5 separate regions of the Mus musculus genome follow, and regions 2, 3, 4 and 5 are each linked to region 1. A link is a contact called in public Hi-C, capture Hi-C and promoter capture Hi-C data. All regions are on one chromosome and are shown on one strand. Each heading gives the region's core, a stretch centred on a gene start, on an enhancer-like site or on the middle of the called end of the contact. The rest is flanking DNA. Distances are from core to core; before and after follow the strand shown.

Region 1 (5,057 bases), core at 1,097-3,596:
GCCGAAGACCAGCCCGTGGCCCGTGGGCCGTGAGCCGGGCAGCGCCGAGTAGTGCATAGAGTAGTGGTAGCTCTTCTCGTGATCGGGGGACGAGTCCTGCTTGAGCGAGAAGTTGCCGTTGAGACAGAGCGGGGGACTGAGTGGACCCTCGTACTCGGAGCTGTTGTAGTCCGGGCTAGCGCCGCCGCCACCGGCCGCCGCGTACAGCGTCTCGTAGGCGGCGCAGTAGCCGTGGGTCCGCAGGGCGTGCGCCGCGCCTCCGCCCAGGCCGCCAGCCGCCTGACACTGTGCGCCTGCCAGGCGGGAGCACGGGTATGGGTACGGATGCATGGCGAACGGGCCACCCGAGCCGTGAAAGCGGCCGGCGCCGTCCGCGCCCTGCTCCGTGAGGAAGTTACGAGAGTTTAGCTGCAGGCAGCCGGCCACCAGATTCGTGGTGGGCTGTGACAGCCCCTTGCACAGAGTCTGCACGTAGGACACCAGATCCGGCCGCTTCCCGGAGCGCAAGATCTCCGAGAGAGCCCAGATGTAGTTCTTGGCCAGGCGCAGGGTCTCGATCTTGGACAGCTTCTGCGTCTTGGAGTAGCAGGGCACCACCTTGCGCAGGTTGTCCAGAGCCGCGTTCAGGTCGTGCATGCGGTTGCGCTCCCGCGCGTTGGCCTTCTGTCGCCGCAGCTTGGAGCGCTCCAGACGCGCCTTGGTCATCTTGCGTTTCTTCGGCCCGCGCTTCTTGGGCCGCTCGCCTTCCGCCTCGTCCAGTCCTTCCTCCTCCTCCTCTTCCTCCTCCTCCTCGCCGCCCAGCTCTCCTTCCTCCTTGACCTCAGCCAACGTGGGTTCAGGGATCTCTTCTCCTCCACGAAGAGACACTGGCTTGGCGGCCCGGGCGGGTCCTGGAGCCCCCGACCCGGGAGCAGGAGGAGGCTGCGGCGGCGCGTCGCCCTTGTCGCTCCTCGGCTCGTCGTCGTCGCCGTCGCCCCAGCTGGCGAACTTGGGCACGTCCGAGAGGAGGCCGGGCTCGCTGAACAGGCGGGTCAGCATGGTGCCTGAGGGCGCCCCGGGGGCGGGGAGACAGACAGCACAGAGTGAGGGGCGCGCCGGGGTCACCACGACCCCCCAACCCGCCTCCACCCCCCAAGTCTCCGTGAGCGCCCCAGCTCAGGGGCCCCCGATGCCCACTACGTCCTGCTGCCCCGCCCAGAGCCGGCCCAGCCCTGCCCGGCTGCCAGTGGGGGACCGCGGCCCAGGCCCTTGCCCGAGATCCGGGCTCCTGCTCCGCCCCTGGCCCGGAAGGAAGCTGCTCTCGGCCGGTGTCGGGGTCCCAGAGAGCTTGACCAGGTGGGGGGTTAAGGGACCAGGTCCATCTTCCCGGGGAGGCGGTGCTCTCGCCCGAAAGCCAGCTCTCTCCCGGTGACGGAGAGAAGCTGGGCGGCCGCCGTGGGGACGCTGCCCCGGTTCCTCCTCTCCACGGTCCGGCCCCTCGGCCTGGCTCCCCAAGCCCTCCGGTGCCTCTCACCCCCAAGCTCCCTAATCCAATTTGCAAGTTGGCCGCGCGCCGCCCCCGGCCGGGCCCCCACCCCCGCAGCCCCAATTCTAGACACCGGAGCACCGTCTCCTCTCTAGCTGCTGCTTACGGGTCTCCCGGAGCGGGCTCCGGGTGCGGGGACTGAAGAAGCCGGGCGTGGGGAGGAGACCCAAAAGCGAACCCTGTTCGTCTCCCTTGCGGTCAGGGACCCTCTTCCCCTCTTCAAACTCCCTCCCTCCCACACGTCTCTACAGATCTCGTTGTATTTTGAGATCCTTGGGGAAAAATCCAAATTTATTTGTTTGCTTATCTTTTTTGGTGGTGGGAAAAGGTCACAGGTTCCTTCGGGACAGTCATGGGGGGGGTCCCATCTTCGCTTCTTCGAGTGCCTCATGACCCTTCCCCCTCAGCCCATCCTAGGCATACCATCTCCTTCCGCAGCCCCTTAAGCTGCGGCCCCAATGGGAGAGAGAACACGGGGCGCCCCCGCTGCCCATCCCGTAAGGGGGTAGGGTCCCAGGAATAGGAGAACTGGGGGGGACTTCCATGTCCGAAGCAGCGCCCCCCCACCACTAATAGCAGGTCAGATCTAGCTCCCTCTCGGACAACTTACCTCAGAGAGGAGTCAAGGGGAGAGGGGAGGGGAGGGGGGAGGGGGCAAGAGAGAGAGGGGGGAGAAGAGGAATCTTCTCGCTTATTTCATTGTTCCCCCATCTTCAGGGAGCGGGGGCAGCGGTTCCTCAAGGCGGCGGGCGCCGGCGTCTTCAGAGCGCCATGCGAGCCGCGGAGCGAGTGTGGCATCTCTACCAGGCGGGGTACCAGCCTCTATGCCAGGCCATATGGGCTTGGCACGTCACGGGCAGCAGCTATCACATGAGAGACGGTGATTGGCATGCGTCTGCATTGGGGGAGAGCCGGCTCCCCCGGGACCCGCCGCCATCTGTCACTCTCTACTCCAAAAAAAAAAAAAAAAATTAAATAAATAAAGGAAATAAATAAATATCTCTGCCGCCCTCCCCTCCCCGCCCAACGCAGGAAAAGCAGAGATTGAGAGGGAGGTGGGAGGATTTGCCCCCCTCAGATATAGAACCCCCCACATGGGAACAATGGGGTGGCAAGTCTGGGAATTGGCGGTTTGTGGTTGCCAGGCCAATTCAGGGCTCTCTCCAGGGTCTTGATCTGTCCATTTCCCTGTCTCCAGGTCCCTAAGGTGGGTCAGGACCAGACCCTGGGGTGTGGAGAAGGGACCTCGGTGCTTACTGCCGCTCCCCAAGAGAATCCCCTCCACCACAAAGGGACAGCTGAGGCTCCTTCCAGGGTGGGTGTGGGGGGCATCCCTGGCCCAAGCCCCATAGGTAGATGCTGGCACCATGCCATTCCTCATCCCTGTCTGCCCCTCCCCCACCCACCCTCACGCACACACAACATATGTGGCTGAACAAAATTCAAACCAAGGGAAAGACAGAGAAAGGGAAAGATTTGCCTCCCTGGGTGTCTGTGCCTCTGCATGGGCGTGTTGTGCGTGCGCACGCGAGTGCTCATGTGTGTGTGTGTGTGTGTGTGTGTGTGTGTGTCTGTGGGGACATGTGTGTCTATCTGTGTAGTCATCACACAGGAGATCTTTCCTTGGGTGTCAAGGGCAAATGTATGGTGGGGTGGGGTGGGGAGGGATTTGGAGATGAGCTATGTGTCCCTATCTGGGTTAAGGTGGGCACAGATCTGGATTCCTAACCCAGAAGCCCTCTTCCTCCTCTTCCTCCTCCTTCTTGAGTCACTGAGGCCTTACCACCCCTGATCCTTGCCAGGTAGGCCATCCACCAATGCCTCTCTTTTGGCCTTCTGATTTGGTTAGCTGAAGGAAAGGGTATGACTGGTTGCAGGCCGCTTAGAGTTTTTAGACAGGACCCAGCACTCTTCCTCTCTGCAGAAAATACAAAAGCCACAGAGGCTGACCCCATCAGTCACAGGAGAGGCCAGAGAGGAGAAGACCAGACAGGTGTCTTGCTGAGGGAGGTAGGAAATGGATGCTTTATTTTACAGTTCCCCTTGCAAGGTTCCTATCCTGCCAGACACAGATGCAAATGGTACAGGTTAAAGGGAGGAGCTTCCGACACACCCACCTTCCCACCAGTTCCTCACTCTGTGGTGGAGAAAATGGAAACACACCCCTGTTCAGAGTTAACCTGTGTGAGAGACAAGTACTTGCAGTCAGGGGTAGAGACCCTTGACCACACTGGACTCAGGCAGGTGCTGTCTTCAGGCCCAAATTTCTTGTCTCTCCCTTGACCTACCTGTGCACACCCAACAACCTTGGCTCACATATTCAGATGCCAGCCAGCCACATAGCAAGCACAGAACCACACAGACAAAAGGAAGACCGCACCACATCCCTTAGTCCAAGTGGATGCCCTCTGGTCTTACCTGGAGAACCCTTCTCAAGGGAGTCTTGGGCTGATAAGACAAGAATTCGACGTTCAGAATGAACAAGGTGCTCCACAGAGACACATGCTGGCTTGAAAGGCCTTGAGAAAGTCGGTATGAAGCTTGGACACTTGGAGGTCAGGGGCTGAAAGAAGGTCCAAAGGCCAGGCACTTCCTCTTCCTTCCACAGAGGCAGTGCAGGGAAATGGATATAGCTAGGTACCCAGGGGGAGGAGGAGGGGAGCAAGCTGAGACTAGAACCCAGGACCCCTTCACCAACCCAGTTGCCTTGGTGGTCACCAAGGACAAGAAGACCTTTATAGGCTCTGCAACTAGGAAGTCAGAGCCCATCTAAGTCACATAGCCTGACACTGTGGATGGAATCTTGGCAGAGGCAAAAGCAAAACCAGGGGCACTACTGGGTTGGGGGCTGGCTTGCCAGGACACTTCCAGTTTGGGGTATAATTTCAAGGGCGTTCATGACTCTGTCTCCTCTAGCCCCTGGGCTGTGAGGTGTTTTGAACACACACACACACACACACACACACACACACACACACACACTCACAGCGCGCGCGCACACACACACACACACACACACACACACACATGCATGCACACACTCACGTGCATAATATGAGTTCTGATTCTTGGTCTACTCTGTTCACCTGGTTTTCATCTTGTTTTGTTTTTGAAATGGGGTCTCACTAAGTATTCTTGGCTATCTTGGAAATCACTATGTAGACCAGAGTGGCACCTGAACTCACTTTTGCCTTCAGAGTGCTGGGATTAAAGACATGCACTACCACATTGTAAAAGACAATGCTGAATTCTAGACTGGGGATTTAGCTCCAAGGTAGGGTGCTTGCCTCAAGAGCCCAAAGCCCTGGGTTTGAATCCCAGCACAAACAAAGGAACTTTGAGATAGTCTTCTCAGCCTTGGTTTCCCTATCTATAAGTGGTAGTCTGCTTGCTTTATAGGGCTGCTTGCTGGTTGACACTAAGTAGCATGATAGGTTAATGAGTTTAGCATAGGGCCAATAATAAAACACTCTCCCAATACATACCAGCTTTTATTTATTTATTTTAAAGATTTGTTTGTTTAATGTATGAG
Region 2 (5,057 bases), core at 937-3,436, 2.8 Mb after region 1:
AGGGAAAGAGCAGGACCCAAGACTGGGCAAGGGTGGTTTACAGGGTTGACTGAAGGGGAAGAGGGACTCTTTTATAGAAGATGTTCTCTAAGAGCTTTGTGTGTTACTCTGCAAATGTCCCGGAGGAAATGGACACACTACCCCCTTGCCGGGGCTCAGGAGGACAAGAGGCTGCTAAGCGCATACTCTTCAGACCAAGGGTGGTTTGGAATTTTGCCCTTCTCATACACAAACCCCTGCTTAGGAACTTCAATTGTAACCTGGGGTCTGAGGTTGGTCAAAATCAACCCGGAGCCAAGCTAGCTAGACAGGAACTGTGCCATGGTCCCATTGCGCCCAGGCTGCTAAAGCCAGGAGGAGGGTTGGGGGAGGAGGACCAGGGACACCTGTCCCTGAGCTCCTAGGAGGGGGTGGAGGTGGGGCACGAGGGAGGCCATGGCCTATCTGACAGGGATCCTATCCATGCGGGAAACTTGGGGACTCCCAGGTCCCACTCTTTCCCTGGGAGCCTACCCGTTTCTTTTCTGGAGGTTCTGAGTGGGGCTATCCACCCCTCTACCAGAGGGCAGGTACTGATCCCACCCCACCCCACCCCCCACAACTCCCCTAATCTCAGTCCCTTGCTTCCCTCCTCCTCCCCTCTATATTTATCTGCCCTCTGCCTCGCCAGGTGCTGGCGCCTGCACTGGCTGCGGTGCCGCCCGCCCCACCCAGGAATGGAGCCACCGGACTTGCTGGGGACCCCTGAGCGGGGTTGGGGGGAAATGGGAGCTGGACCCAGGCCACAGCACACAGAAGCCTGGTTGCCTCTGGTGGGTAAGGACGTGAGAGAGGTCTCCTCGAAAGATGGAGGTCTTACACACCAACTGTGCCTGAGTGTCTCTCTCCCAAAGGAGATTTGATTAAAAAAAATTTTCAGCCACCAAGTCACCCTCACCCATTCCCTCTGGTTTCCCAGGAACCTCACCAGAGAAGGCAGAGAGTTCTGTCTTAAGTGGCGGAATAATGAGAAGTCCTCAAAGGGCCATCGTCCCGAGCCTTTTCTTTGTGGGGTCCCTGATGCAGACCCCAATTCTAGGATGTCTTTTTGCCCTCGCCCAGGATACTGCGGTGGGAGCTCCCGCATCTGGCCCCAGTGCTCTTGAACTGAGAGCAGAGCGAACCCAGGCGTTCCAGCCGCCCAGCCGGCCTCGCCACATTCCTTGGCTCTGGCGGAGGCGGAAGGAGACGGGATGGGACGCGGGCCCGGCAGGGAAGGGAGAGGCAGGGCCAGGTTGGGCCACGCGTGACGCCTCCTCTGCCTCAGGGCCCCCAGCAGGTGGACAGCGCCTTGTGTGCAGCGCGAAGCCCACAGGCGCATCCCTAGTAGGGCTACTTGCCCCTGGAGCTCCCGGGGCTCTGGCCCTCAGACAAGAATCTCCCCCACATTTGCAGTTGGCCAAGAGGACTGCGTTTGGCCCAAGTATGGAGCAGGCTCAGGCGTGACGGCCGGTTGTAGTGAGAAAGATTGAACTCGGTTCTAAATCCCTGTAGACTTACCCTCCCGCCGCCCGCTGGACTCGGGGTCCTTAGCTCAAAGGTCTCGTCGTCCTCGTCTTCGTCCCCGTCCCCGCTAAGCTCGCCGTCCCCGTAGTCCCGGTGCAGAAGAGTGAAGCCTCGACGGCAGCAGAGAAGCCACCACAATCCCCCGGGGAGAGGCATCCGGGCGAGCAGCCTGGGAATGGGGGCGCAGGCAGTGTTGCCTGAGCAGCAGGGAATCTGAGAAACTGGAGGTACTCCGACCCGAACTGGGTAGAGAAGAGGTGTGACGAGAGGAAAGAAGGGGGCCGGAAGGAGGCAGTGTCCAGCGCTGAGGTGCAAAAGGACTATCACCAGAGCCCGCTGGGGGCTCGCTGTCTGGGCCCGGGCAGAGGAGGGGGGAGATAGCGTCCAGGGCCGGGGGAAGGGAGCCGGGAGCAATGTCCGGAGCTGGGAAGTAGTGTTCGTTGTAGTGTCCAGCTCTGTAGGAGCAGTGTCTGGTGCAGCAATCGTGGTGGGCGGTTGTCCAAGCTCCAAGGAGGGTGGTGTCCGGTAGGGCGTCCGGTGGCCGGGGCCCGGGCGGCGCGCGCTGCGCTCCCTGCAGCCCCGGGACTGGCGCGTTGGGGGCGCGGGCAGAGTTCCCAGACCCCGCCTCCCTCTCTGCCCCCCCTCCTTCCCTCCGCCTTCCCTGTTCTTTTTCTCCTCCCTTCTTCACAGGGTAGGGTCTACGTTGCGTCACAGCCTCCTCTGCCCAATCATTGTTCCTGGCGCCGGTCAGGGAGACCAATCCCAAGCTTGAAACCGCGGCGGGTTGCATCATGTGTCTCTGGCTGAGTGACAGTAGGGAGGGGCGGGGGGGGGGGGGACTGGGGAGGGAGCTTCTGAGGTCGGACACGGGGTGTCTGTGGCGTCACGTAGGACCGCCTTCGTGCTCTTGTTTTAACTCTTGGCTCACCAAGCAGCAAATTAAAAAACCCTTTTCGAAGGTCTGGAAAAGGAAGGGCATAAAGCTGGAAGGAAGCTAGGCTATTGACCTGTGATTACCTGTCACATCTTGGAATCCCTACAAAGAGCCTTACTACCTTCAAGGCATTCCACACCTGCGTGTGAGAGAGTTAGCTAGCTGCAAAGGCAGCTCCATCCTTGGAGTTAAAAGGGTCCAGATTTAGATCTTAGCCACCTCCACTTTTGAGATGAAAAAGCTGAGAAAGGAACTCCTGGAAGCCTCAGACAAAGATCTGAAATAAAAGTGAATTTACAGGGCATTGAACTGGAATGGGGAGAGTGGTTTGGCATGCTCGGGGATTCTGTGGTTTAAGAAAATCAATAGATCAGAGGCCTCTCAGGGCGACTATGCTGCATTTCTGAACAAGAAGGGGTTAACAAGGGCGCTAAAGAATACAGGGCGGGGTTCGCGCTACAGCTTAGACAGTGGGAGCGCGCACATACTCGAGCGCGTTGCTGACTCAGCGGCGATTCCCGCGGTTACGGGCGGAGGGTTCCAGGTCCGCTCCGGTGGGTAGTGTGCGCCTCTTGGAGGATCTGCGCAGTTTTCGAGCTTCTCCTCGTTTCTGACTCCAAGAGGCCAAATTTTTAAGTCTTTTACACCGCCAGAGGCTCTAGGACACACGACTAGCCGGGCTGGGCTAGGCTAGGCTGGACGAAGTGCAGACTTCAGGCCAACGCCTCCCTAGGGACGCCACGCCCTTTTTGCCCCTAGACTCCAGGCTGGAGCGGTGGTCTGACTTTGCTGACCGAATTCTAAACTGGGAAGAACTGTCTCATTGGAGCACAATCCTGGCAGTTGTGCAAAGCAAGGACCAGAAATCAATGCACCATCTCTAGAAGCCATCCTTATGGTACTTCCAGATTGAAGTGGTGTATGCTGAGATTTCTGAGGGCCAGACCACAACTATAACCTCCCTTCCTCTTCAAGATCCTAGACACTTGCCTGCTGGAGAGTTCTGTCTGATATCTAACCTCCCCTTTCCTGGCAAGCTATGCTCATTTCCTTTGGCTTGATCCCCGAGGGGAAATAATCAGAGTGGGCAAGCGCCCCACACTCTGAGCTCAGGCCCAGTAACACCTCTCGGAAAATTTGCAAATTGCAATCCCCCTCATTCATATATATATATATATATATATATATATATATATATATATATATCCTAGGTAGAAAAGTCCACCTTGACATTTTTCTATTTCTTCTTAGGCAGGATATTGTTATTATTATTGATCTTCCTGTCTCAACCTCTGGAGTGGCTGGGGCTACAGGTATCCAGTCCACACACCATCAGACTCAACTTTTTAATTAGCGTTTTTCTTTGCACAGCAGGACTTTAGAAGGGATCCAAAAACCTACCCCAAACTAGAATCTCTTGCCTCCAGCCTCTACCAGACCCACGCACGTACAGCTGGGGACAGCATCACCCCATACATTTCACACGCTGGGATCTAGGTACTTGCTAAAGCAGCCACTACTGGATAGCGATAGGGTTATTAGAAAGCCCTTTCTTACACTGACTCCCGAGGAGAAACCCCGCCCCTCCTCACCTGGCAGCTTTCCCACCTCACCTCGGTTGGCAGAGACCGAGTGAAGCATAGGGCGTGTCAGTACTCAAAGCTTTAGCCGACTCAGCAACCCCTGTCCCTTCACACCTCCCACTGAGACGCAAGCAGGGGCGTGGGGTGTAACCCACTGTCTTGGCCTTGCTGCAACCAAAGCTGGTAATTCAAAAATAGTAACAGTAGTTGGGTTGCATCTCATTTGCACAGAATCAATTTAATTAAGCGCAGAGGCAATCTCTTTAGATCCTGAAGTCTTTCTCAACGTCCCCCTACTTACTCCCCTTTCTATTACCCTCCCTGGGATTGTTTCTTTAGCCCTCCCCCTTCTCTGGAATTGTAGCCCTAGTTGTCCCAAGAGAGACTGTGGGTCTCAGTAGGAGCAGAGCAGGAAGAAAGGCGGAGTCGACGGGGGCAGCGGCCACGAGGGTTGGGCTTCGGGCTGCATCCTCCGCCCTGGAGCAGCCTCCGCAGGTCCCGGCGGAAACGCAGGCCCAAAAAGGCATAAAGCACCGGATTGAGGCTGCAACGGACCAGGGTCAAGCCGCCGGTGACCAGCAAAGCTAGATCCTTGCGCTTGCTGGAGGAGCAGCTCCGCTCGCGGGCTGCCAGTAGATCGGCTGTATCCAGCAGCAGGGCAAGGCTGTAGGGCAACTGCAGCACCACGAAGGCCACCACCAAAGCCACCACGACGCGCAGTGCACGCCGCCGCTCTGGCCCCCTGGCGGCCAGAAGCGTGCGGCCCAGGAGCGCATAACAGGCTGCCATGACGCCCAGAGGGAGCGCGAAGCCGAGGACCACCTGCGCCACTGCGCTTGCCCCTTTCACAGTCTGCGTGAGGCTTTCGGGAAAAATGAGCCGACAGCGTCGTTGGCCTTCACGTGGCCCGTCCCGGCTGAAAAGGAGCGCAGGTAGAGCCAGAAACAGCGACAACAGCCACACGAAGACTGAAACCAAGTGCGCTCGGCTAGGCG
Region 3 (5,057 bases), core at 1,689-4,188, 2.1 Mb before region 1:
CGGGGTCTTAACAAATTGAATACCCCCACATAACCAGCGTCCACGTGGAGATAACATTTCTAGGGCCTTAGAAAGTCTCTTTATTACCTCTCTCTCTCTCTTTTTTTTTTTTTTTTGGCTCGTTTCTATTTTGAATCCCGTTGAGATATGGGGCAAGTCACACAACAGAGGAACTCGCATATATGAACATGCAAAGGTAACAGGAGCCTAGTTCAAATGCTAATAAACCTAATACCTAGACCTGTTCCCTGGGATAGAATACCCAAAGCTCTTGAACTATATAGACATGGAAATCATAAAGACGTAGTCTTTTATATCTGGCTTCTTTCACCAGTGTCATTTGCTGGGTTTTAATCCCCATGTTTCATTCCAGCCTGATTTCCTTTGCCTATCCCACTCTCGCTAGAATCTGACTTGCTTCCAGTTTTGAATATCTATGGCTAGTGCTTCGGCAAACCTAGTGCATGACACCACAATTACTCTTTTTTTTTCTTCCTTTCTAAAAGTGGGAACCAGCGGGGACATGGTTCATTGGTAGAATATTTATCTAGCACGTGTGATGCTCTGGGTTCAATTCTGAGTTCTGAGAGGAAAGAGAGAAAGAAAAGACTAAGTTGTTTCTATCATGCCAGCAGCTCTTGGGAGGGAGATGCAGGAAGATCAGAATTTCAGAGATACCTTCAGCTACAAAGGGAGCTTGAGGCCAGTGTGTGGCATAAAATGCTGTGAGAATTTGCATGTCATATATCCCAGGGGCCATGCAAATCTTCTGGATATCTATGCAGTTTCAGTAATCTAAAAAAGAAAGTGTTAGAACATACCCCACGATGGATGTAAAAATTTCCCTTATACCCAGAAGTGTTGTTTTGTCAAATGATTTTGATTTTTTTTTTAAAAAAGTAAAGGCCACTCATGCTGTATCAGCATTAATAAACTTACACACATCTTTCCTCCCCACCAAAGACAGGGTTTCTCTGTGCAGCCCTGGCTGTCCTGAAACTCTGTCTGTAGAGCAAGCTAGGTCTGAAAAGGCCTGCCTCTGCCTCCCTGGTGCTGGAATCAAAGGTGAATGCCACTGTATCTCTACATCCCAGCATACAGGCATCTGTGTCTACAGAAACCTAAGAACTGGGAAGTTCGAAATCTTTAGGGGGGAAATCCTGGTGTTTCTGCCCTTCATGATTGGGTGAACAACAACCTGGATTGGGCTTTGGGAAGCAGTGAACAGACACCTTCCTCTTTTTTCCTTTCTCTATGTTTTCAAATGTGATAAAAATCAGAGGGGATGTTTGTGCTTCATGTCAGTTATTAACAATGTCTGTTGGGAGTGATACACAGTATACTACAGGCCTCCATTCTGGCTTTCATAGGCCCTTTCCCACAAAGTGACTCAAGTTCAAGTTTAGGCTTTGGCTGAGCCGGACTCAGCTCAAGGGGTTCGATTCTTTATTACAAACAAACTCTTGATGTAGAATAGAAAAGTTCAAATTTTCTGCCGGGGTGAGGGGAAACCTGAGAGAAAACTAGAAGACACAAAGGGATTTCATGTGAAAGTGATACAGGAAAGAAACAAAAAACAAAAAACAAACCAACTTTAAGGGCAGATTTGTGAAACAAGCCATTTGAATCTACAGCACAATAGGCCCCAACAGAGGGCCTCGGACAATTCTAGCAGTTGGGGTAGTTCACTCTCTCTCTCCTCCTCTTTAACTTCCAAGGAAATTTAAAGAGGCAGCTAGGGGGTCCTGAGCTTTCTAGTCCCTCAGTCCTGTGGAAGTGTGCTGGGGCCAGGGTTCGGTTCCTGGACTTTCCGGCCTAGAGAGCGGCACCAAAGAGCAGAAAGGCCCCCACACAGACCAAGCTCCTGCAATCTTGGGACCCAGGATCCCCACAGGTGGGGATGGCCACGAAACCAGCCTTGGCTCCCCCAGACTGCAGATTCCAGAAAAAGGGATACAATCTTGACCCCCCCTTCCCATTTGTGATGTTTCAACCTCTCCCTCTCTCCCTCTCCCTTTTTTCCTCTCTTCCTTTCTCCTCCCTCTCTGCCTACCCCCCCCCCCCCCGCCAGCCTTCCTTTTCCACACCGAGTCTATTCCTTCAAGTAAAGCCCCTGTACGCCTGTGTCTCTTGGTCTCTTTCTCCACCCTTAAACGGAAATCCAGACCCCCTTCCCAGACATTGGCTCTATTTCCCCTTCAGATCCGGACACTGCGTTCCCTGAGCCAAGCACTGCACGTTTTCAACGTTCCTTCGTGTCCCCCGCCCCTTGGCTCCGCCTCATCCCCATTGGGGCCTCCGGGCTTTCAGTGTTGTGACTAGGCAGGGTCCTTGGGGGACAGACCTGGAAGGCACTTGCCTGGGCGCAGTGTATTAGGGACAGAAAGGATATCTACAATGAGCTACGGTGGCTAGTACCCAGCCTCCAAGCACAGAGCTCCCTGACGCCTACAGTTCTCATTCCCATCTCAGAAGCATTCCCGGGTTCTCCTTTGAGGCAGCCCGAAGTGGCCTCCCAGCCCTTCCCCCGACTCCCCTCATCCCCAGGAGATGGACACTTTATTGGGAGAGCTTTTTATTCTCTCGTTAAACCTGCCAAAGCGCAGAAGACTGGGAGCCAGGAAGAGAGAGAGAGAGAGAGAGAGAGAGAGAGAGCGCAGGCAGAGACCCGAGACAGCAGGCAGAAGCAGAGACACATATAGAGACAGAGACACAGAACACATACAGATAAAGACAGAGACACACATACAAAAAGAAAAAGAGACAGGCGGAGAGGAAGAGAAGGGAAGAGAGGAGGCGGAGCCGGGCTCCCCGTCCCTTCTCCCCCTGCAATTTCTGCGGGAGGATTTTATGAGCCTCTCTCCCCCAGGCCACAGCCAATCAGCGCTCATGCCCGGGCTCTTGCGTCTCTTGCGTCAAGACGGCCCAGCCAGGCGAATGCAGGCGCCGTTCGAGCTGGGAGCGATTTAAAACGCTTAGGATTCCCTGGGCCTGGGTGGGGAGAGACAGCTTGCTGCCCCCTAGAACCCTCACCCTCGGCTCCCCATGAGCCGATCATTGGCTCCATGGAGCCCGGCAATTATGCCACCTTGGACGGGGCCAAGGATATCGAAGGCTTGCTGGGAGCTGGAGGGGGTCGGAATCTAGTCTCCCACTCCTCCCCACTGGCTAGCCATCCCGCGGCTCCAACGCTGATGCCAACTGTCAACTATGCCCCCCTGGATCTGCCAGGCTCTGCAGAGCCACCAAAGCAGTGCCACCCTTGTCCTGGGGTGCCTCAGGGGGCATCTCCAGCTCCTGTGCCTTATGGCTACTTTGGAGGCGGGTACTACTCTTGCCGAGTATCCAGGAGCTCCCTGAAACCCTGTGCCCAGACGGCCGCCCTGGCTACCTACCCTTCGGAAACTCCTGCACCTGGGGAGGAGTATCCCAGCCGTCCCACCGAGTTTGCCTTCTATCCGGGCTACCCGGGACCATACCAGCCTATGGCCAGTTACCTGGATGTGTCTGTGGTGCAGACCCTGGGAGCCCCCGGAGAGCCTCGCCACGATTCTCTGCTTCCCGTGGACAGTTACCAGCCCTGGGCCCTGGCCGGTGGCTGGAACAGCCAGATGTGTTGCCAAGGTGAACAGAACCCACCAGGTCCATTCTGGAAAGCAGCGTTTGCAGGTAAGTTCTACTCTGGCTCCCCTTGGCTCAGCATGGGCTACGCTGGCACTTGCTGGGAAGGAGGAAGAGGAGAGGAAGGGAAACTTCGGGCTGATGAGGAGGGGCCTAGGGTTCCTGGGTTATTTACTAGGACTGTGAGGGAGGGTCCAGGCAACAAGAGGGCCTCAGAGGGTCAGAATAAGGGGCCTCAGCAGGGTGCTAGCCTTCCTGACTTCTCCAGGAGGCTCTAGGACCAGTCTTTGAATATGTCGGGAGAACCTTGGATCTCTGCTGTTGATTGGGGGCAAAGAGTCCCTACCCAGCACAATCCCAGACTAATTCTGCCCAAAGGCCAAATGACATAATCCAGTGGTCTCGAGAGTGGCATTGAGAGGTGGGATCGGAGATATTGGGTGTTTCCTCGAGAATATAACCCTTTCCTTTTTTTAGGTCAATTTCGAAAGGAAAATTTAGGTTTTCTTTGACTGAGGGTGTATTGAAGGGTGTGTTCGTGAGTGTGCGTGTAAGTGTGTGTGCATGGTGTTTGTGTGTGTATGTGTGTGTTGGGTAGGGAACAGAACCCTGTTTTCTCATGTACATAATTTGCCAGTTTGGAGGAGTGGCTGAATCCGAACACGCATGTGAAAGTGGATTGTGTGATTGTGGACAAAAACCTGACAGGGTGGGTGTGTTTGCAGACTCCTGGTGTGAGGTCAGTGATGGTGGGGGTGGCCAGTAGGAGCAGAGGCTGAGTGAGTGGCTATCAGAGAATCAGGCAGAATCTAGGGCTGTGTGCTTTGAGGGAGCCGGGCCCACACATAGGATGATCAGGAAGCGCCTGCAGGATGACGTAGCCCTGAGGCGTGCAGGGCCTGGGTCTGCGCTTGATCTTGCGCTAGAGAGGGGACTAAGATGCCTTTTCTTCCCTCTCTTTTTCCACCACACAGAGCCCAGTGTCCAGCACCCTCCTCCCGACGGCTGTGCCTTCCGCCGAGGCCGCAAAAAACGCATTCCCTATAGCAAGGGGCAGTTGCGGGAGTTGGAGCGGGAGTATGCAGCCAACAAGTTTATCACTAAGGACAAGAGGCGCAAGATCTCGGCAGCCACCAGCCTCTCTGAACGCCAGATTACCATCTGGTTTCAGAACCGCCGGGTCAAGGAGAAGAAGGTTCTTGCCAAGGTCAAGACCAGCACTACCCCGTGAGCACCAGAGGGGATGGGCAGGGGAAGAGGGCTTGTCCTGGAGAACTGGGAGCCTGCCAGGGCCAGGACTGGCAGAGGACTCGGCTGAGGGACCCCAAGAGATGACACCTTTAGCAGGCTTCTGAGTTCTGGACTGTTCCTCGGGGCTATCCTGCATGTGCCGGGAGCGGGAGGCTCCTCCATCACGGTTCTGAAGAACCTGTATC
Region 4 (5,057 bases), core at 926-3,425, 2.0 Mb before region 1:
CCCTGCGCATTTTTCCTAACAGCAGTAGAGGCAGACATGGCGACGGGGAGCAGTCTCTGGCTTTTCCACGCTTCCGGACTCCCAGGTGAGAGCTGCGGCTTCCTCGGGCGCGCCCAGGCTATGCCCTTGGCGTCCTTACTCTGGCAAACCTCGGGGAAGCCAGTCCTTCTGGGACGGAGCAGCTGGAAGCCTGGACCCAGGCACTTTTCCGTTCTGAGGTTGTCCCTCTGACTGCCTACAACCCCTTTGGCTGGTTCCCAATCTTCACTTTCCTCTCAGTCCAGCCTGAACCTGCCTCCAACCTGAGCCTCCAAAAATGACCCCAGAACCCCGTGTGGCTTCTTCTCTTTCCGCAGGACCAGGTGTAAAGAGGCCAGCGGAGTGTCTTCTCAACTTGAGTTTCTCCAATAAATCTGCCCTCCGTTGGGTGTTTATAACTGATCTCCGAGCTCTTTCTTGTTTTTTTTTTTCTTTCTTATAATAGAAACATTTTCCTTCCATCAGAAATTTCTGGCACGGTGTAGGGATGATTTAGAACAAGCCATTGAATTTCTATCCCACCAGTGAGTCCTCAAATCATGACCATAAAATCCCCCGCACTTGATAAAAATGTTCACTTCAGCAACAACTTGACACTGCTTTAGCTTGCCTCACCGACCTCTCATCCGTGTGGAAAAACAAAACCCCACAGCTTGCTTCAGTTTCCCTCTCTCTGGCCCCCTCCTTTTCTCTCTCCTTTCTATATACACTGTACTTCAGAAGGCCGAGTGAAACCCTTAGTGCAGCTTCTTTGGAAACGTGGTTTCATTTTTACAAAGATTCTGGCTCATGGAACCCCTCAAAAAAAAAAAAAAAAAAAAAAAAAAAAAAAAAAAAGAAGCACCTTAGAGAACGGGCAGTAGATTTAATTTATTTGTAAAATTGACTCTGCCTTTGTTCTAGGACGTTTCTTTCTCCTTCTCTCTGTCTTTCCAGTCAGTTCCCTCAGGAGACCATTGGTTCTGCCTGCCACCCTAAGGTTTGACCCCCCCCACCAGCCATGTGCCAGGTACACAGAGGAGGGCCTGGGCTTGGAGTGGGGCAGCCAGTCATTTCTGGATTTGAGGCCTCAGATCTTCAGGTGCTGGAGGTCCAACTAAAGGCACCCCAACAAGAGAAGAGGGGAAATGGAGACCTTGGTGGCCTTGTTTTTTTCCACTCCAAGGTTAGTGCAGGTGGTCAAATGGCTATGGGGACATATACCAATAACAGGTGCCTTTTAAACCCACACCTTTGTGTTGGGCACGGGAGAGCATAAGACAGCAGTAACCAAGGCCTTGGTACCCAGCCTTAGTCTCCACTACCCTTACCTCTTTTGCTGTGTGGATGAAGAGGTCACTATCTATACCTGGAAGGCTTGTGTGTAGAAGGAATGGGTGGTTGGCCCCAGAAAGCTGGGTGTCAGTGGGGCTTGGTTTCTGAATGCCAAGGCCCGGGGCACAGGTTTACAGCCACACGAGATATCATCCTTTGATATCACTGGACCTTTCCCTCTAAAGTGGCCAAAGCACCTCCAGAAGACCCCCCCCTTTCTCTTGCAGCTCCCCCCAACCACCAGCAGGTAAAGCTCCTGTAAATGGCAGAATTGGCAGCCGCCTGCAGAACTTTGTTCCACCTTAGCACTGCCCATTAACCAGAAAGTTTCTTCTTCCTCTCTCAGGCCCTCTCAGACTCCCTTTCCACAGAAAATCTCGCGTGTTTGCTTAATGAGGGAAAGTTATGTGCGTGACCTAGGTGAGGACAGATCTCGGGGTGGTTTGGGGTCTCATAAGAGCCAGTGGGGTCAGGTGTGTCTGCAAGGGAGAAAATCTCGGGGAAAGTCACCGTTTGTGCCGAAAGGGAAAAAAAAATCCACAGCAACCCATAATCGGTCTCATTTCAGCTAAGTCACCCCCACCGTGCTTCAGTCGGGCGGCGGGGGCGATCGAAGCTGCAGTTTTATAGCTGTAGAGGAAAGAACTCGTAAAATGCTAACAGCTTTTATGCGCTGCAGCATAAACAACAACAGACTCCGGCTTTATTGCGTTTTATAGTTTGTTAAAGAGTTTACAGCCGTTTTTTTGGGGGCTGGTTACCCAGCCAATTCCCTCCACACGATAGTTAAACCTTTATCAATAATAAGGAAATTGATCATTAAAGCTTTAAATATGACTACCTCGTTTGTTTGAAAATATGTTTAGGAGAGGAAGCTGTATGATTTGATAACTTGTATTAAAATACCAATTACATTTATAGGACCTTTTAAAACTCGGTGCAATTAAACCGTGTTCTTTTACATTTTTCCGAAGCGACCCTGACATTTAGAAAGACTCCAATTGCCTCGTTAAAATCGCGAAATTAACAGCGTGCCTACGCCAGGCTCAGCGTTGTGGATGTGTGTGTATGGTGTTTTTCCGTGACTCCCCCACATCAGTCTTTGGGGGTGGTCTGCGAAGGTATTTGATTTGTTGTGAGGCAAGAGATATCTCATTAATGTAGGTAGTTAAACAGATTTAATCCGTATTCGTTCTCTCTCTCTCCCCCCTCCCTCTCCCCCCCTCTCCCCCTCTTTCTCCCTGGGTGTTTTTTTCTCTTCCCCTCCTTTTTTTCTGCCCTCTCCTCACTCCCTGGCGCTCTCTCGCTCTAGCTCTCTCTCGCACTCGCTCTCTCTCGCTCTCACCCTCGCTCTGCGTTCTGTCCGGGAGGAGTACCCAGAAGCCAATAGGATGCGGGGTCTCTAATGGATGCAAATGATGGTGAAAAGACGGGGCAAAATATGAAACAACTCATTTGGAGGGAAGTAAATCACCGAAAACTGTTTATGAACTGGCATCCCTTCTTCGAAATGTAAAGCGAGGACCTCTTTAAGTGGCGGTATATTTTTGTTTGGGGGGTGGGGGGTGGGGGGAGGGCGAGCGAGCCGCGGCTGCCATGCAGGCTTAGACTTTTGCAGGCTTCGCTCTTCTATTCCTGGAAATCACAAAAAGTGTGGCGGCTTTGAGATCTTCTTCGTCTTTTCTTTCTTTTCCTTCCTTCCTTCTTTTTTTTCCCCTCCTCCCTTTTCCTCTCCTTTCCTGGCGAGGGTGACTAGGAGCCGGCGAATCCGCGTTTTTTTTTCTCTCTCTCTCCCTCCCTTTTCCCCCTCCCCACCCCCTCCCCAACAGCCCCCAACTACAGCCTGCGCCGCCGCCGCCGCCGCCTCAAAATTCAATAAAATGAGCTCTTATTTCGTCAACTCACTGTTCTCCAAATACAAAACCGGGGAGTCCCTGCGCCCCAATTATTATGACTGCGGCTTCGCCCAGGACCTGGGCGGCCGACCCACCGTGGTGTACGGTCCCAGCAGCGGCGGCAGCTTCCAGCACCCTTCGCAAATCCAGGAGTTCTACCACGGGCCATCGTCGCTGTCCACAGCTCCCTACCAGCAGAACCCGTGCGCCGTGGCGTGCCACGGCGACCCCGGCAACTTCTACGGCTACGACCCTCTGCAGCGCCAGAGCCTGTTCGGTGCGCAGGATCCAGACCTGGTGCAGTACGCAGACTGCAAGCTCGCGGCAGCCAGCGGCCTGGGCGAGGAGGCCGAGGGGTCTGAGCAGAGCCCGTCGCCCACACAGCTCTTTCCCTGGATGCGCCCTCAAGGTGAGCTCCCGTCCGACCTGGACCTGACAGGGTGGGAAGGGGCCAGGGGGGCCCCCATGCCGGTGGGGGGGGGAGGGCTGGTGGGCAGTCCGGGAGTATCTTCTGCTCCTAGAGGACTTGTGGGCTCCGTTCCAAACACCTACCTCCTCTCCCTTCTGTCCCACTTTCTTTTCTTCTTTTTCCCCTTTTCTTTTTGCTTCCTTTGAAGGAGGGGGGGGTGTCTCTAAGCGAATTTCCTGAATCCATAAACCCCTCACCCTCCTTAACTTTTCTTCTTCTCCTCCTTTCCCCTTTTACTGTTTTATGGGGGCTGTGGAGAAAGACTGGTGGGTGTGGGGGCGCTCAACGTTTGCACTTCTCAATTGCTTTATAGTTTAATTACCCTGAAGAAACTTTTCTTCTGGGGCAGAGGCTCTGGGGGCTTTTCAAGGTGGGTTCGAGGTCCCCACTCTGGCTTTTTAGTCTTACTCCCCCCTCCACATCCACCCTCTTAAACTTTATGGCACTTTTAATGTATCTGAACCCCCTATTCTGGTTCTAGTTACCAGAGAAGGGGCTCCTCCTTTATGGCCCCTGCAGATTCAGGGCTGTCTAGTCCCCCCTCGCCCCCCCCCCCGCTGACCGCGTCTTCCGCGCTCCCCCTCCCGCCCCCGCATAAGGGTCCCCTGCCCTTATTATCCTGGTCTCCTAGGCTGGTTCACGAATCTTCCAACCTTCTCTGTCTCTTCCCCCTCCCCCACCCTCCCCTCTGTCTCGCCCTTTTCCCCCATTCCCAGCAGCCGCCGGACGCAGGCGAGGCCGCCAGACCTACAGTCGCTACCAGACCCTGGAGCTGGAGAAGGAGTTCCTATTTAATCCCTATCTGACTCGCAAGCGGAGGATCGAGGTATCGCACGCGCTGGGACTGACAGAGAGACAGGTCAAAATCTGGTTCCAGAATCGGAGAATGAAGTGGAAAAAGGAGAACAACAAAGACAAGTTTCCCAGCAGTAAATGCGAGCAGGAGGAGCTGGAGAAAGAGAAGCTGGAGCGGGCACCAGAGACCGCCGAGCAGGGCGATGCGCAGAAGGGTGACAAGAAGTAGGCTCCAGCTGGGACTGCTCGGGCCCGGACTAGCCCGCACGTCCGCCGGTCCCCCCCGCGACCACGCCGCCGCCGCCCGCCCCCCGCCTCCGAGAGCTCCGGCCCCGCGAGCGGAGCCAGGAGCTGGGCCTCCCACAGCAGCGTCCCCCGCCGCGCCAGTCCCCGCTAGTGGTAGTATCTCGTAATAGCTTCTGTGTGTGAGCTACCGTGGATCTCCTTCCCTTCTCTTGGGGGTCCGGGGGGAAAAAAAGAAAAGGATTTTAAGCAAGGACTCCCTCGTCCTGCGAGGGTGATCGACTGCGGCCTGGCAGAACCCC
Region 5 (5,057 bases), core at 782-3,281, 2.0 Mb before region 1:
GGACGTGAAATACTTCGGTAATAATATTAATATTATTAATAATGATTATGATGATGATGATAATAATAATAAAGATGTGAAAACTCGCAGCTCAGTCACATCCAATCTTTCCCTGTCATCTCCCCCATAGCCCCCAGCCACCCTGTCACCCCTGAGCCTGAACAGCAAAGGCAAGAGCCATGGTCTGCCCCAGGGCCTTCCCAGCCTCCAGCCTCAATTCGGAAGTTACAGTTGAGATAAAAGCAAGGAGCCAAAAGCAGAGGCCAGGGATCGGTCCTCCCAGGCCCCAGCGTTGGTTGTGTCTCTCTGATGCTAAATTCACAATTGCCTCTCCCATTCAGACACGAGATGGAGAAAGCCTTTTTCCCTCTTGTTCTCTAAGCTTGCCTCGGTTGTGAGACTCTGGAGGGATGCCACTTGAGGCCTCCTTGCCCAGAGCTCTGGAGAGACGGAGCTGGGCGGGTCTAGGCGCTCTGCAGTGTTTTTTTCTGTCCTCTTCGAGCCAAGGGCCCTGGCCTTTGGCCCGCCCACATGGCTGTCTCTGCCGGCCTTGGCCCTCGGATCCCCGGCCTATTGCTCCGGAGACTGAAAAATGAGGCCACTGGGCATCTCTCCACAACTCGTCTACAGGCTCCAGGGTGCCTCTTCTCATATTAAGTAGGAGCTCGGTGGCCAGGAAGAGAATGGGAAGCCGGCAGCAGAAGGCTGCAAGGGCCCGACTTTATCTTGCTCTTTGGAGACCCGAGGGCAGGGGTCCAGGTGATGGCGCCTTTAGTCTCACCTTCTCAACCCAAAATGGCTCATTTTCTCTTTACTGCCACCCACACCCGAGCAGCAAGCTTCAGGCCCCGTTTTCTTTTCTTCCTTCTCCCTCTCCCCCCTCCTTTTTTTATTTTTAAAGAAAATAGCCGTCTGGCAGAAGGGGCCCAGCTGCGGAGATCTCTGGCCGCCCAGCGAGCTCAGCAAGGGGCCGCCGGTCTTCCGAACACCTTCCCAGGGAAGGCGGTAAGGCCATGAGCAAATTCTCCAATTATTGGCCACCAGCAACACAAGGCTTTGGATTTGGTCTCTGAATGAGATAGCTGGCATCTGGCGAGCTTGTTAAAGGGGATCTGTTTAAACCCCAAACTCCCGCAGAAGAGTTACCACCAAACCTTAACCGCTCAGACGGTTGTCTCTCTAGTCTTTGGCCGACCGACCATCTTTCTCTTCTAGGGTCCCTGTTTACCTCGGTTCCTAGGCCTAGGCTAAGGATGAGAGGTCAGAAGGAAAAATCCAAACTTCCCAGGGGCCCAGGAGAACGAAGAGCTTCCCTGCCTTTTCCAGCCTCCCTCCAGCCTAGTCCTGCGGCTCTCTCTCGTGTTGTGGACCCGCCGCTGAAGCCTAGCCAAGAAGCAGACCTGGCTGAGCTAACAAAATTCTTATAATTGTTTTTCACACACAACTTATAATCCTTCCCCCCATTTCCTTACCCAAGTTGGGGACTGGCAAAGCCTAAGGAGGGAAGATCAAGCAACTTCATTTTGATTATATTACCCAGAGTTAAAATAATAATGGTGATGATAATGTCAGAGAGGCCACAAATAGAGGGGATAGCCGCACCCTAACGAAGTAGGCAAAAGACTCAAATCCATCTTCCTAAAGGTTCAAGCCTGTGAGTGAGCTGCGGGCCGGGTTTCTTTCTTGGCTTGGCGGTTGCACAGAGCCAGCAAAGAGGTTGCCGAAGCCGCCATGGCGGCCTGCGGCCCGCGCTCCCGTCAATCGCCGGGAGGTGGCGCGCTCTGCTCAGAGGCCAACGTCAACCTTCTCCCTGTTTTTCCCCCTTCTCACTTTCTCCCCCCCTCTCGGAGGCTCGCATTGAATCGGCCCTAACGATTCTCCGATCGTCATTATTTGTAACCATAGAGCATGAATTACCTCTTGAGGTCATCAGTGAGAATTTACGACTGGTCAACAAAAGCACGTGATTCCCTAACGCCCCCCCATCCCCCTTCTAACCCCCCCCATATTTGGCCGCATACATAGCAAAACGAAGTACAGTGCATCGCTATAATTCATTAATACATCATAAATCGTGAAGCACAGGGTTATAACGACCACGATCCACAAATCAAGCCCTCCAAAATCACCCAAATGAGCTCGTACTTTGTAAACTCCTTCTCGGGGCGTTATCCAAATGGCCCGGACTATCAGTTGCTAAATTATGGCAGTGGCAGCTCTCTGAGCGGCTCTTACAGGGATCCCGCTGCCATGCACACCGGCTCTTACGGCTACAATTACAATGGGATGGATCTCAGCGTCAACCGCTCCTCGGCCTCCTCCAGCCACTTTGGGGCGGTGGGCGAGAGCTCGCGCGCCTTCCCCGCGTCCGCCCAGGAACCCCGCTTCAGGCAGGCGACGTCCAGCTGCTCCCTGTCCTCGCCCGAGTCCCTGCCCTGCACTAACGGCGACAGCCACGGCGCCAAGCCCTCTGCTTCGTCCCCTTCCGACCAGGCGACCCCAGCCAGCTCCAGCGCCAATTTCACCGAAATAGACGAGGCCAGCGCGTCCTCTGAGCCCGAGGAAGCGGCGAGCCAGCTAAGCAGCCCCAGCTTGGCTCGAGCACAGCCAGAGCCCATGGCCACCTCTACGGCCGCGCCCGAGGGGCAGACTCCACAGATATTCCCCTGGATGAGGAAGCTTCACATCAGCCACGGTAATTCTCCATCTCTTTTTTGTCCTCTCCGCATTCCTGCCCTGTGTTGGGGGTGGGGGCGAGCAAAGCTTGGCTTTGCCTCAAATATAGATCCCTTTTTTCTTTTCTTTTTTTCTTTTTCTTTCTTTCTTTTTTTTTGCCATCAAGAGGGAAAAGTGTCAGAAAGGGTCCCCACAGCTCCATAGATAGAGCCAAACAGTGTTGTTTTCTGGGCGTAGGCATTTAAAAAAAAAAAAAAAAGGCCAGTTTGTTGCCACGTTCAGCTTAGGTTTTGTTTACCTAGCCAGTCACCGGCTTTAGGATGAAAGATGGGATTTGTGTATTGTGAGGAAGGGTCCTGATTATTACAGAAATTTTGAGACTGCTGCTAGCAAAGGGGGAATGGGCTATAAACGGAGCTTTCTAGGGCAAAAGTGCAGTGGCTCTCTTCCCTCCCGGGCGAGCTGCCGCCTGAACCCAGCCTAGGGTGAGGCACTGGGAAGGAGCCAGAGACAAAGCCGGGAGCATTCACTACCATCAGAAGTGGGGGCTGCTGGAGAAGGGGGGGTATGAAGAAATAGAGGCTGGATGCAGGCATCTGGGGTGAGGAGGATGGGAGCTGCGGTGAGCTGGGTGCTGGGGACGCCTGGGTCCTGCTCCCCGCCCCCTCCCACTCAGTGCCCCCTCCTTTAACCGGAATAACGTTGCCTCGGGGCTCTCCTCTAACTGCTCTAGATATGACTGGGCCAGACGGAAAAAGGGCCCGGACCGCCTATACTCGCTACCAGACCCTGGAGCTGGAAAAGGAATTCCACTTCAATCGCTACCTGACCCGGCGGCGACGTATCGAGATCGCCCACGCGCTTTGCCTGTCCGAGCGTCAGATCAAAATCTGGTTCCAGAACCGTCGCATGAAGTGGAAGAAAGACAACAAACTGAAAAGTATGAGTCTGGCTACAGCCGGCAGCGCCTTCCAACCTTGAGCCCATCCGGAGGAGCCCTGGGCGGCCCGAGAGCCCGCACCAACCCCAGCTCGACCCTTCCAATCTTCCCTGCACTGCCGCTGCCCGCTGGGGACCAGTTCCCACGAGCCTGTCACACCCCAGTCCTGTGTTACAATTTTTCGTTTGGTCTTAGGTCTTCCCATGGCTCCCTCTCTCCTGGACTGGTTATCTTGTTATTATTGTTAATAATAATTATTATTATTATTTCCCCCTCCGTGCTCCCCACTTCTCTTGGCTCGCCCCCCCCCAAGTTGCCAGTGTTTCTGAATGTCCTCGTGTCTGTGGTTGCGCTCCTTTCCCCAGGAAAAAGAAAAGAAAAAGAAATTCGCATGTTTAATGTGACTTCCCCTCCCCGTCTGTGTTCTAACTTATTTATAAAAGGATGATGGCTGTATTTTGAGTTTCTGCTGGAAACTTCCATAAGGGGCAGCAGTTGAGGTTGGGTAGTGCTGGGCCCAGCTGAGCTGGCCTGGGAAATGGAGCCCACTGTCTGTGTCTCTTTTCTCCCACCTCATCCTTCTTCAGCCCCACCCAGCCCCCACTCCCTAGGCTCAGGTAGCTTGTTCCTTGGGGTGGGAAGGGAGCTAGGGAAGGGTCAAAGTGTGGACATTGAGAAGAGGAGAGGAAAGGAGCAAGAGCTGAACTCCTGCTGCCTGGTAGGCCCCACAAGGCCTAGTCTGGAAGCGTATGGAATCAGAAATAATCCTCAGTGTAAAATGTCTTGTGATTTTTCTCTGTGAATCCGTGGGTCTGGCTAGAAGGCCCAATGCTGTAAATATGGGGATAGTCTGGGTCAGGCCAATCACTTCCTCTCTCACCCATTTCGCTTCCAAGACCATTTGTAGTGAGCGGGTGGATGCTGTGCTACGTGTGAAATCTGTCTTTGCCAGGCCTGTCTCAGTGATTAGCTTTTGGTATGTCTGTAGCTTTCCTTGAAGTTGAATAAATGTTTCCCCCACTCCAGTGCCCTCTACTTGTCTTTTCTCAGAGGGTCTGACTCTTTCACCATCCAGCACAACCTGGTCTAAGACCATCTTCAATAAATCTAGGGCATAGGGAAGCCCACCAGAAATCCCTCAAAGCCACCTCACTCCCAGGCTTGGCCCACTGAGGCTTGATGAGGGGACTGAGAGGCCCAGGAACTTCACGTGGCCTTCAGCTGGACCCCATCCTGATACTCAGCGGGTATGGAAAGCCTTTGGAAAATGCTCCAGGAAGAGTAATTTGGGCCTAAATTCTGAGCAAGAAGGCCTCTGGTCCTTTGAGTCTGGTAAAGGCCTGCCCAGATGCCCTGTCTCCTGTTCCAAAAGCTCAAATGTTCAGCTCTGCCACCCACTAAGGGGGAGGAAATCTGCTTAGCTTCAAAGGTTTTTTTTTTT

The links. Promoter capture Hi-C pulls out the DNA fragments that hold promoters and counts their contacts. A called contact is a pair of places that touch in the nucleus more often than the background predicts. Capture Hi-C pulls out chosen DNA fragments and counts their contacts.
Region 2: a promoter capture Hi-C map of embryonic stem cells shows a contact between it and region 1, with 9 times the contacts expected there. The contact joins the promoter of Plekhh3 here to the promoter of Neurod2 in region 1. A contact is called at or near these places in 3 of 39 promoter capture datasets (cranial neural crest, embryonic stem cells and second pharyngeal arch cranial neural crest).
Region 3: a Hi-C map of embryonic stem cells shows a contact between it and region 1, with 3 times the contacts expected there. The contact joins the promoter of Hoxb13 here to the promoter of Neurod2 in region 1. A contact is called at or near these places in 2 of 39 promoter capture datasets (cranial neural crest and liver), 3 of 484 Hi-C or Micro-C datasets (embryonic stem cells and epiblasts) and 3 of 115 datasets of contacts at active chromatin or transcription factors (embryonic hindbrain, embryonic midbrain and neural tube).
Region 4: a contact with region 1 is called in a promoter capture Hi-C map of embryonic stem cells. The contact joins the promoter of Hoxb8 here to the promoter of Neurod2 in region 1. A contact is called at or near these places in 6 of 39 promoter capture datasets (cranial neural crest, embryonic stem cells, maxillary cranial neural crest and 1 more), 2 of 484 Hi-C or Micro-C datasets (both in embryonic stem cells), 2 of 115 datasets of contacts at active chromatin or transcription factors (embryonic hindbrain and embryonic midbrain) and 1 of 9 other capture datasets (embryonic stem cells).
Region 5: a capture Hi-C map of embryonic stem cells shows a contact between it and region 1, with 12 times the contacts expected there. The contact joins the promoter of Hoxb5 here to the promoter of Neurod2 in region 1. A contact is called at or near these places in 6 of 39 promoter capture datasets (cranial neural crest, embryonic stem cells, maxillary cranial neural crest and 1 more) and 1 of 9 other capture datasets (embryonic stem cells).

Annotation. Positions count from the first base shown.
Region 1 is chr11:98,327,299-98,332,355 of GRCm38.p6, forward strand. It overlaps Neurod2 (neurogenic differentiation 2), which reads right to left and starts at 2,347. Exons shown (of 2, transcript NM_010895.3): 1 at 2,136-2,347; 2 at 1-1,043. The coding sequence starts at 1,038.
Region 2 is chr11:101,169,186-101,174,242 of GRCm38.p6, forward strand. It overlaps Plekhh3 (pleckstrin homology domain containing, family H (with MyTH4 domain) member 3), which reads right to left and starts at 2,187. Exons shown (of 13, transcript NM_001346769.1): 1 at 1,540-2,187. The coding sequence starts at 1,701. It overlaps Ccr10 (chemokine (C-C motif) receptor 10), which reads right to left. Exons shown (of 2, transcript NM_007721.4): 2 at 3,813-5,057. The coding sequence ends at 4,429.
Region 3 is chr11:96,191,378-96,196,434 of GRCm38.p6, forward strand. Hoxb13 (homeobox B13) reads left to right here and starts at 2,939. Exons shown (of 2, transcript NM_008267.4): 1 at 2,939-3,669; 2 at 4,596-5,057. The coding sequence starts at 3,066. The coding sequence ends at 4,852.
Region 4 is chr11:96,279,730-96,284,786 of GRCm38.p6, forward strand. It overlaps Hoxb8 (homeobox B8), which reads left to right and starts at 2,176. Exons shown (of 2, transcript NM_010461.2): 1 at 2,176-3,657; 2 at 4,434-5,057. The coding sequence starts at 3,234. The coding sequence ends at 4,741.
Region 5 is chr11:96,301,481-96,306,537 of GRCm38.p6, forward strand. It overlaps Hoxb5 (homeobox B5), which reads left to right and starts at 2,032. Exons shown (of 2, transcript NM_008268.2): 1 at 2,032-2,695; 2 at 3,410-4,641. The coding sequence starts at 2,134. The coding sequence ends at 3,657. All of the region lies in intron 1 of Hoxb5os (homeobox B5 and homeobox B6, opposite strand), which reads right to left. It overlaps Hoxb6 (homeobox B6), which reads left to right. Exons shown (of 2, transcript NM_008269.2): 2 at 1-89.